2 separate regions of the Anas platyrhynchos genome follow, and region 2 is linked to region 1. A link is a contact called in public Hi-C data. All regions are on one chromosome and are shown on one strand. The core of a region is the stretch at or near the end of the contact, and the rest is flanking DNA. Distances in the headings are between cores, read along the strand shown.

The links. Hi-C and Micro-C count contacts between places; a contact is called where the count stands out from the background.
Region 2: a contact with region 1 is called in a Hi-C map of subcutaneous adipose tissue, with 2.4 times the contacts expected there. The contact joins the enhancer-like site here to the promoter of BCL6 in region 1. A contact is called at or near these places in 2 of 8 Hi-C or Micro-C datasets (skeletal muscle and subcutaneous adipose tissue).

The regions. Positions count from the first base shown.
Region 1 is chr9:10,573,847-10,578,866 of IASCAAS_PekinDuck_T2T, reverse strand. It overlaps BCL6 (BCL6 transcription repressor), which reads left to right and starts at 1,349. Exons shown (of 10, transcript XM_027464090.3): 1 at 1,349-1,466.
Region 2 is chr9:10,773,644-10,779,105 of IASCAAS_PekinDuck_T2T, reverse strand. The region is part of intron 2 of LPP (LIM domain containing preferred translocation partner in lipoma); the gene reads right to left. Among named protein-coding and RNA genes, the nearest start is that of LPP, 100 kb to the right of the region's middle. Within about 2 kb of position 2,720, at least 3 of the 8 cell types and tissues checked have an H3K27ac peak or open chromatin away from gene starts, as enhancers often do. A contact at or near this core is called in subcutaneous adipose tissue, where this site is marked.

The sequences.
Region 1 (5,020 bases), core at 100-2,599:
GTGAGCACTTACAGGCTGGGCTGCAATAAGGAGCACAAGAGCTACAGAGAATTAACCCACCGCTCGGGAGTCCTGGGAAGGAAAAGAGCGAAAGCGTCTGAAAATAAAGGAAAATAATAAGGGAAAAAAAAAAAAAAATTGACATCGTCATCCTTTTTTTTTTTTTTTTTTTTGCCTCCTCTCCTCCTCGAGAATCCCAGCGTCAAGGAGCAAAGCCGAAAAAATAAAAATGCAAAAAAAAAAAAATAAAATAAAATAAAAAAGAGAAAAAGAAGCGCGTGGGGGTGTGGGGGGGGCTTTCAGGAAAAAGCTTCTGGCCCCAAGAGTAAATCCCATCTGAGGCTGTGAGCCGAGCGTGGATGTGTTTGTAAAAAATGAGCAAAAAAAAAAAAAAAAAAAGAGGCAACGGAAGGAAAAATAATGAAAAATGCAAAATTCCAGTGCAGTGCTGCAGGATCCAGGCTTTTTCTTTTTTCTTTTCTTTTTTTAAAGGGGGGGAGGGTTGATTGCTGGCATGAGAAAGTTGTCCCCCACACACACACACAAAAAAAAGGATAGAAGGGAAAAGGAGAAAAAAAGGAGGGAAAAGGGAAAAAAGGGGGGAAAGTAGGGAAAAAAAGGGGGAAAAGGAGGAAAAGGGAAAAAGGGGGGGGAAGGAGAAAAAGGGAAAAAAGGGGAGAAAAGGGGAAAAAAGGAGGAAAAAAAAGAAGAAATAAAGGGGATAAAAGGGAAACAAGGGGAGAAAAAGGAAAAAAGGGGGGGAACAGGGAAAAAGGGGGAAACGGGGAAAAAATGAAAAAAAAAAAAACAAGAAAAAAAAAAAAGGGAAAAATGAAAAACCAAGTTTAAAAAAAAATGAAAAAAATGAATTATCAGTAAAAATAAAAAAAAAAAAGCCTATATTTTTTCACACGCCCTCCTTCCCCCCCGCGTTATATTTTTGGGGGGGAGGTAAAGGGGGGGGTCCACGTGCGCTCAGCCCCGTCCCCGCTCTCGCACCCGGGACCCCCCTTTAGCGTCCAGCGCGGCTCGCGCGCGCGCGCGCGCTCCCCCGCGCCCGCCCGCCCGAACGCGCGCGCGCGCGCTCTCGCCGCCACCCCGCCGCGCCCCCACGTCACGCCGCCGCCCGCCGCCACGTGACCCCCGCGGCCGGGCGAGACCACCGCGGGGGGGGGGACCGCGGCGGGGAACGGGGGGCTCCGGGACCCTCCCCGCCTCCACCTCCCCACCGGGACCCCGCAGGGGGATTCGAACGATCCATTCGGGACCACCGGAGGGGGGTCGTCTCCTCGGCGGGGCGGCGGCGGCGGCGGGGAGGCGGTAGGGGAGGTCCCCGTCCCTCCCCGCGCCGCGCGCAGTGGTAGGGCCGGCAGCTCAAATTCCGAGAATTGGGCTCTGTTGATTCTTAGAACTGGGGTTCTTAGAAGTGGTGATGCAAGGAGTTTCTAGGAAAGCCCGGAGACCAGGTGATTGCTGCTTCTATTGCCGCGGCCGATTTTACCCTTTAATTCTCTCGCTCTTTTTTTTTTTTTTTTTTTTTTTCTCTCTCTTCCCTCCTCTCTCTCTCCTCTCTCCCTCCTCTTTCCCTCCCTGCCCCGCTCTGGCTCCCAGCCGCCCCTATATAATTTCTTACCCGTTTTTTTTTTTCACCCCCCTTTTTTTTTTTTTTTCCCCTTTTATTATTTTTTCTCCTCGGCAGGTGCCCCGACGGCACTTTTAATCCATCCAAAAAAAAAAAAATAATTTTACCACCCCCTATTCCCCCTTCACCCCCCTATTCCCCCCTCCTCTTAATTTTTCCCCCCTTATTTTCTCCTTATGATCACAATTCGCCTCCCCGTCCTTAATTAACGCGCTCCCTATTAAATCCACCCGGGGACACCCCAACCCCCTCCTTACACCCTTAATAGTAAAAAAGAAAAATAAAAAAAGGGGAAAAAAAAAAAATAATAATAATTAAAAAATCCCAACCCCGGCTGCCCTAACGGGGCCGGCTCCTGCAGGGGGGGTCCCCCACGGTGGTCCCCATGGGGTCTCTGGGGGGTTTTGTCCCCCCCCTGAGCGCTGCTGTCCCCATGTCCCCATCCCCGTGTCCCCCGGGGGGGGCCCGGCGCTGCCCCTGCACCTGCAGGCGGCCGCAGGACGGCGGCGAGCGCGGCCGCCGGGGAGCTCCGGGCTTTTGATTTTGTTGGTTTGTTGTTTTTCTCGGGGCCGTTTCTCGGTGGATGGAGCTCGGGCAGGGTGTTTTACGTTCTGTTGGTTTTATTATTTGCTGCTATTGTCCTTTCGTTTCTGGGGGCTGTTCCGCTCCTGCTCCCCGCGTGTTGTGCGTCGTGGCGCGGCACCGGGCGGCTCGGCCCTCTCTCGGGGTGAATTTTTTTTTTCTCCTTCCCCCTTCTCGGAGGATTTTTTTTTTTACCGCAGTCCAAGCTGGGGCTTTTTCCCCGTGTGTGTGTGTGTGTCCCATTTCGGCTCCCTACCGGCTTTTTGCAACCTGTAGCGGGGCCGCGCCGGGATCTGTCAAAAGCCCCCGGGGGGCGAGGAGCCGGGCGGGGATGGAGCGGACTTTGCGGCATTTTGTCGGCCCGGGGAAAAGAAGCGGCGTGGGGCTGGGAGGGGAGGGGAGGGGGGGGGAAGAGAGAAAAAGAGCCACGGCGGGGAGGCTCGGCTTCCCTCCCGGCCTCCCTCCTCCCCGGGGCTCGGTGGCAGGAGCCGCGCCGGCCCCGACGGCACGGGAGGCGCAGCGAAGGTGCGGGGAGAGGGAGAAGCGGCTCTGAAAATACCGCGCAGGGGGGGGGGCTCCGAGAGGTTTTATTCCTTCCCCTTCCAGCGATGCCGCCGCAAACAGCGCGGTGGAGGAGAAGGAGGAGGACAGGGGGATCCTCCGGCCGCTCGGGGATGATGGGGTGCGCTTTGGGGAGGGGGTCGCTTGTCGGGGTACTGGGGAGCCCGACAACCCGACCGGGTTGTGTGTCCCCCCCCCCTTTTCGCCGTGGCAGCCCTTTTGCCGTGTGTTTACTACCGCGGCGGACTTGGCGCGGCGACAGCAGCTCGTAAATCTGCCGCCGGGAGCTGCGCGCCTGCCTGGCCCCCGGCCACACGCTATTCCTGGAGCGAGCCGCGCAAACAGCGCGCAAACAGCGCGCAAACCCCGCGCCCGGCCCCCCTCCGCACCCCCCCCTCCAAAAAAAGAAAAAAAAATAAATGCAAAAAAAAAAAAAGGCAGCAAACAGCATTTGGAATAAGCGAGAAAGCTCTTTCGGTGATGCGTGTTTTATTTTTATTATTTCATTATTATTATTTTTACGCCCCCCCCCTCCTTTAAAAAAAAAAAAAAAAAAGGGAAAACAAAACCGAAAAAGCCCAACTTTGTTGTGAAAACTTTCGTGGTCGGGCGGCAGCGACCTCTCCCGGCCGTGTCCCCCCCCCTTTCCCTCTCTCTCCCCCCCCCCCCCGCCCCCCGGCCCCAGCTCTCCGCCTCGCCAGCCGGCCCCCCCGCCCGTAGTTTGCAAAGTCACAGTATGAAATGTTATGAAATCGCCTCTTGGGAAGGAGGGAAACAGAAAGCAGGGCGTTTGTTTAGAGAGGAAAGAGAAAAAAAAAAAAAATCAGCGGCGGCCTCTCAGATGTGCCTAAAAAGCTGCCTTTGACCCCCTGTTGCATTTCCAGGGAAAGAGGCGAGTCGGGGCTTAAAATCACGGGTCAGAAACAACAAAAACAAAGCCTGCCTCGCTTAGTTTTTTCCACTGGCTTCGGCTAGGCGCAGGATCGGTGCGAGGCGAGGCTGAGCCAGCCAGCTGGGGCTCAGTCCGTCGGTCCCGCAGCTGTCCAGGGCCGAATTCTTCCCCACGCCGCTGGACGTGTCAGCAGGGCAGGCTATGGGATCAAGCCCTGCTTCGATCCGGGGCTGCGTATCGATTCCTGTCCGGAGGTTTTAGATGCTTTAAAATATATATATATTTGCTGTGTTGTTTTAAAGGGCGGCAGGATAAGTGCCTGAAGAACAAACGCAGGCTTCCACCTGCAGCCCCTGGGTGTGGGGGGGCTGCAGTTCCGAAATCCCTTAGAAAATATTTTAGGGCAGACCTCTCTCCCTCTGTAGGCAGAGCTACGCAGGCAGAACCTGAGGTTCTGTTATTTTCCTGCTAGCGATAGGATTGCTGGCTTCAAAAAAAAAAAAAAATAATAAAAAAAACCACCTTACGTTACAGATAGCAATTTTTGCCCCATGAAACAAATCAGCCACCCATCTAAAATATTCAAAGGGTGTCTAGCAATTTTCCAGAGGAATGGATTATTACATTGTTCCAGTAAGAAAAGACTTCATCTCCGAGCATTCAATTTTGACTGGCAAAACAGATCAAAGATCTCTTGGGATGCATTTCAATTCCAATTTCCAATCCCCCTCAGTTCTGCCTGTCTGAGTCAATATTCAGAGAGGAAGTGGAGGTTAACTAGTTAGTTATTATTGTGAAGGAAGAAGTTGGAATGAGAAGTGATTCTTACAAATCTCGCTTTAAAGAGGGGAGGAGGAAAAAAAAAAATCTGTCAAAAGTCTTTATGCTACTTTTTAGACGTCCCTATTTGCAGCCCTGGGAGGACGTAAGCCTGCTGTCTGATGAGACAAAAATAACCCGAGCAGAAACATTAAGTTTTGAAAAACAAGGCTGGAAAAGCTCATAAAAATAATGTTGCTCAGACGCGTTTTAAGAGAAACAGAATTACATCGACAAAATTATATGTTTTCCAGGTTTGGTTGGGGTGTTTTATTTTCCAAGGGGAAAAAATCGGTCCCGCAGCACAGCTGACTGGTGCCATCTAGTGTCGGGTCTGCTCCTTCCTCCCCGGCCAGGGGCTGAGCCGGGAGGCTCGGGAGAGTGGGAACATGTTTATTAACGCTGCTTTTTAAAAAAAGAAAAAAATGCTTGCTAGCTCGGAGGAAGGTGGCAGAGGAAACTCCGGATGCCGCTGAACTTACTTAAGGAGCCTAATTGGAAACAAGCGAGTGCTTATTAAAGTC
Region 2 (5,462 bases), core at 1,471-3,970, 200 kb before region 1:
AAATAAGTAAAAAGCAACAGAAGCTCAGCATTCCCCTGCACTTAGAAGGTGCAAACATGTTGCCTGCTTTGTGTTTATTGAATATTTTTTTATATTTTTTATTTTTTCCAGCAAGAAGAAAACATTCTGGAAAGCAAAACATCACAACACTTACGGAAATATTTACCAGTTGCCTGCCCGGTTCTCCTGCTCTACCAGTTCCAATGTGTTATTGCTTTAGAAACACAAGCCGGGGAGATTATTCCCTTTCAAATTTAGCAGAAATGGAAGCAGCAAGGAAAGGCTGTGGCCCTGCAGCAGCCACAAAAGTCACGATGCTCCATAGCCATGCACACAGGTCAGGTTACCTACAGCATCTGAAAGCCCTCTGCAAGCAAACCAACCCCTGGGGACACTGGAGAAAAGTCCCAGGTATGGCAAAGCGCTCAAGGATGCACTTACATGTGGGGCAGAGCCAAAAAATGACACCTGTCAGTTCTACTCCAAATGTTTCTGCTTTGCACCCATAGCTACACGTTTGCAAGAGCCCTGGGTACGCGCTGAGGGGAAAAAACATGAAGTCTCTTTACTCCACCTGGCTTTAAACAACCTCCGGATGTGTGTGGGGATGGATGAGGGAAGAGTGGCAAGAATACTCAACAGATGTTTTCATTAGCATAAATTTGCCATTCATTCCTCTTTCTTCTACCATCACAAACTCCCCTATTATCCTCGCCGGATAATTTACAGTGCTTGTTGCAGAGCACAGTCTCTGAGAACAGAGACAGCACACACTCGGTAATGTACAAGTTCAAAGAGCTGAGCCACGCATGACCTGCCAGCAGCTTGTTGCTATTTTCTTGCATATATAAAAGAGCTTTGCCTTCATGCAGCGCTGGAACTTGTCATCATGAAACACCCTCCTATTACAACATGGCCCAGAGGAGCTACTATTTCGGGTCCTAATAACGTGCTTGGTTTTACAGGAAAGCATGAAGGCAAGTAACATGGAATAACCCAGATGTCAGGCACAGAAACAGATGGGCTCCTCACAAAGCTCCGCAGATTGCCTCTGCCGAGCACTGTCACAGCCCATCCTCTAGCCGGGAAAGCACGGTGCCCGAGTCAGATGAAAGGAGCACGTGAAACGAAGCAGCAGCATCACCTCCACGAGGCCTGCGAAGAGACAACAGCGGGCTGCTTTCCAGGCAGCCTGAGCCCGAGGCAATAAAACATGACTCAGTCGTGAGGCTGTTCTTTCCCTGACCAGAAACACCTGCTGGCTAAGCGACACTCGCCCGGTTCTCCACCTGCTTGGCCCCACGAGATGCAAGAAGCATCCGTGGGAAGGTGCACAAGGATGCAGGGGTCGCATCCGTGGTCTGGGGAAAGCTCTCACCGAGTGAGTGCATGTGGGGCTGGCTAGAGGAGTCTGCTAGCACGGCCACAGGCAGAGCTGTGATTCACTCCGCTGTGGCTTCCCATCCCCAATTTGCCTTCCAAACAATCTAGGAAACCACAGCACCTGCGGTGGTGGCTCGGCGAGGAGCTGTCTGCGCACACGCTGAGTCAGTGGCAAGGCGGGGAGGTGATGGACTGGCCTGACCTTCCTCATTCACACTCACGAGAGGATGCAAAACCCAGGCGAAGAAACCAACGCTTCCGAACCCCAGGCATGTCTGGAGAAATCAGGAGCCTTGGTTAATGTGTGCAGGGCTGGTGCTTCATACCTTGAGGGCTGGGGTCGCAGCACAGCCCCAGAGCAGCTGTCCGGTACCGCAGGGCGAAGCCAGGTTATGAATGAAGTCCCAGGATCGATTCCCTGATCTATCCTCTGCCTACCACTGACTGGAAGATGCTATTCAGGGAAAATATAATTTAAAGGCGGAGGCTAATGATGAATCAAGATTGATTTTTTTGGACAACCAGGACAAGAAAATAAATGCAATTGGAGTCTACCTGCTCGCAGCTTGCCAGGAGTCAGAGCCAGTTTCAGGACAACCTGGCTCCTTTCCCCTTCCTCGTTCCAGTCCTTTTCCCTGCTCTGTCCCCCACCAAAAAAAAGTAATAAATAAATAAAAAAGAAAGAAAGCCCCTCGCAGAGGAGAAATGCACTTACACAAGACAGTCACTGTTCCCTGGAGCCAGCTCGATGCTGGCCCTGCTGAACAGTACAGAGTGACTCAATGGATGTGCAGAGGGCTCACTTTCTGGGGAAAAGCAAATTCCAAGAGTGCAGTTGCAAGGAATGCATTGTATGTCTGGTATTCACGCTGCGCTCCCTTTTCCTGTTCCTTTTTTTTGCCCTATAAGGAGCTGAGCACAGCCGGCTGGGCTGGGAGGGGGCAGCGCTGCGTGCTCAACGCCTCCCCGCTTCCGACTTTGTTTGTCTTTACTGGAAACCCCATCGATCCATCTAGGAAAAAGGCTAGTGCACACACGGCGGGGTGTCAGCCTCAAACATCACGCTGCTGACACGCAGGACACAAAGAGGAGGAAAGCTGAACCACACCAGCCTAGCACGGGTTCGCTGTGAAGATGCGTGCACATGTGCACATGCACGAGCAGTAATTTTCTTAATTATATTGTTGGGAAGGGGGGTGCTGACTTAAAAGCTAGGAACTATTGTGGCTACAATCCTAAAGGGCTGGTTCCCAGGCTAGCAGCACTTCAGTTGTATCTGTGCTGGAAATAAAAGGCAGCCTGGCCTTCGGCACACGCAGCTGGGGCTGGGAGGGTTACGTGACCTCAGCACAGAGAAACTCGTCCTCTGTAACGCACACGGCTTGGAAACAGGAGCGTGGGGCTGTGCATTAGAGATGCAAATTGCTGGGAGTTTTTCTCAAGTCCTGACAGCCTCCAAGTTAAAGTCCACTGCAGCAGCTTCAGCAACAGACTGGGATTTCCGTATCCAGGATGCAATTAAAATATTACAGTGTAAAAAAATAAAACCTTTTTGCCATTGCTGCTTCCTCGGTAATCAACCGACTATTCCTGGGGGCACTCAGGATTTTGCAGAAGCAGAAAGGCAAAGACAGAGCCACTCCACCTCCGAAGGCAGGAAATCTTGGGTCCCAAATACCCAGGAAGAGTCTGCACCAACTCCCAGTTCTCAGCACGTGTCAGAATCAGAAGAGCTCTCATTTAACCTTGCAGAGGAAAGCAGTGACAACAACTGCAGAGACAGGGCCATGCTGGGCCCAGCGAAGCCACGCTAGGACTGGCCAGGAAGAAGATGGGAAAACCTTGGAGAAATCAGCAGCTTGGCCCATTTCCCCCCGTGTCTCATCTTTGATCCTGGCTGCTTCTCGATGCCTTGAAGGATGATGCAAAACCCCCCTAACAGGCAGGTGTGCAGAACAAATACTGTCTTATTCCAGTGCCCAAAAGATACAAGACTAAGTCCTGAGGCAGGAGGTTCAATATTCTTTCCAATTTTATTTTCTTCTTTTGGTCATTAGCACTGAAGTTATTCTTTACGTGCACAAAAGCATCCAGGCCACCTTTGGATCTTACATCACCGGCCTCAAAAAGCCCCACAGAAAATTAAAGGTTAGGTGACGGAGCTGCTTGGTTTGGGTTTGTTGTTGTTTGCTTTGTTTTTCTCACTCGTTTCAAAATTCTCATCTTTCCGTTTTGACTATCACACGCCTGCGTGTCGGGACAAGGAGCACAGACCGACCAAGGCTGCCTTCCCACACCTCTGCTTACAAACTTTTCACTCTGTGCTTTGAGGAGGATGATCCCAGCGCTTTCAGTCCCTCTCCAAACACATTTAGAGGGCAGGACACCCTCACCATCCAAAATATCTGTCCCGTGCTGAGTTCCCTGCACCGGGGAAGGGGCTGGGCAGCAGCCAGGAACCTCTTCACCCAGTTCTGCTGCTCATGGATTTATTACATCAAAATCCATAATGGTTTACCTGCAGCCTGCTATATTCAAATGGAGCCAAGGATGCTCAGAAGCACCCAGTGGAGGCTCTTGGATGAAGACACACAGCTGAAGCTCCTCTGGGGGAGGGGAAGGTTTCTAGCTTCATTAATAACAGCCTGAAATTAAAAGCAGAGCTTGTAGTACAGCTGTGATTCCAGCTACCCCGCTGCTTGTGTTAACAGTGCGGCTTTATTATGGTCAGGGATTAAAACCAGCTCCAACAATTAAAAGAAAAGAAAGAAAAAAAAAAGAGAGAGAGATGGAAAGAAAAAGAACCACCAGCACCAAAAATCAGCAAAACACGAAATTCCTGTGGGCTGGAACGATTAGCAAAACAAAGTTGCGTGCCGCGAGGAGCAAGAGTGAAGGCTTCCTCCCCCGCTGCCCCACAGCCCCCTTCCCCCTTTGGGCAGCCACCCGGCGGTGCCCTGCGAGGCCACCACGAGCCACTGCCACCCATCCCTGCAGGATGTCACCTCCTGCACCCAGGCAGGCACCCCGCTGGCACGGCGCTCCCACTGTCCAAATGCTGCGGGGTTAAAGACAGAAAGGGAAAGGTCTCGCAGGCGGTGCCAAATGCGCCTGCAACTTCTCAGGAGCCACCAGCGCTGCCGGAGCAGCCGGAGGAGGAGGGAGGAGAGGTGGGGAGGATTAGCAGTGTGGCTGCTCAAAGAGCCTGGCCGAGGAGGGCTCCGGTTGTCCAGTCCTTCCTCAAGAGGTGAATACCGGGTGTGCTGGACACGTTCCTGGAGAGCAAGAGGACAGCGATGGGATGGCACGCACCAGGATCCCGGTCGGGTTGGGGGAAACACAAATAGGACAAGGAAGCAGCAAGAGTTTAAGCATCTCCTCGGACAGACTTGTCTCAAAATTGATGCAATGCCGATCTCCAGCAGCCGAGGATTTGTCCCCTCTTGCTCTGAAGTGAGGGGCTCGGCTGCTATCGTTTGGAGCAGATCCAGGGTAAAGCTGTGACGAGGCTGCCTGTGTCGGCTTGGCTTTAAACAACCGGGAGTTTAAAGTGGGGAAAAAGCAGGCTTAAGCATCTTGAAGCGAACAGAATACAAAGCCAGTGGGAAGTTGTGCTAGGAAAAGGACGAATTAGCCTTCCCTCAGTTTGTCTCTAGTTGCTACTTTCACCTATTTATTTAAGGGTGACCCCAAAACCGCAAGTGAACGAACACCCGTATTTCTTCACCTGTCATTCAAAGCTGACGGGAAATATTGCTAAATGGGAGAGAAAATCCTTTCCTCCTACGCCAGCCCGGAGCAGGGAAGCCTCACTTTGCTGTGTCTTGATATGCGAGTCAATGCCTTTAAGGGCTTGGTCAACACTGGAGAGAAAGTAGGCTCACATCTCAGCTTTTTGTAAATTAAAAGCAATAAATTCACGAGAAAGAGACCTCCCTGCACCTCAAGATGCACAGCAGGACTTGCTGCTCCCCTCTGGTTATGGTGGGCACTTGCTGACAAACCACAGCACTGGGTAGAGGTGACAGCAGACACCAGGCAGTGCACGGGGTGGGCACTGATGAATTCAGAGCTTTCCC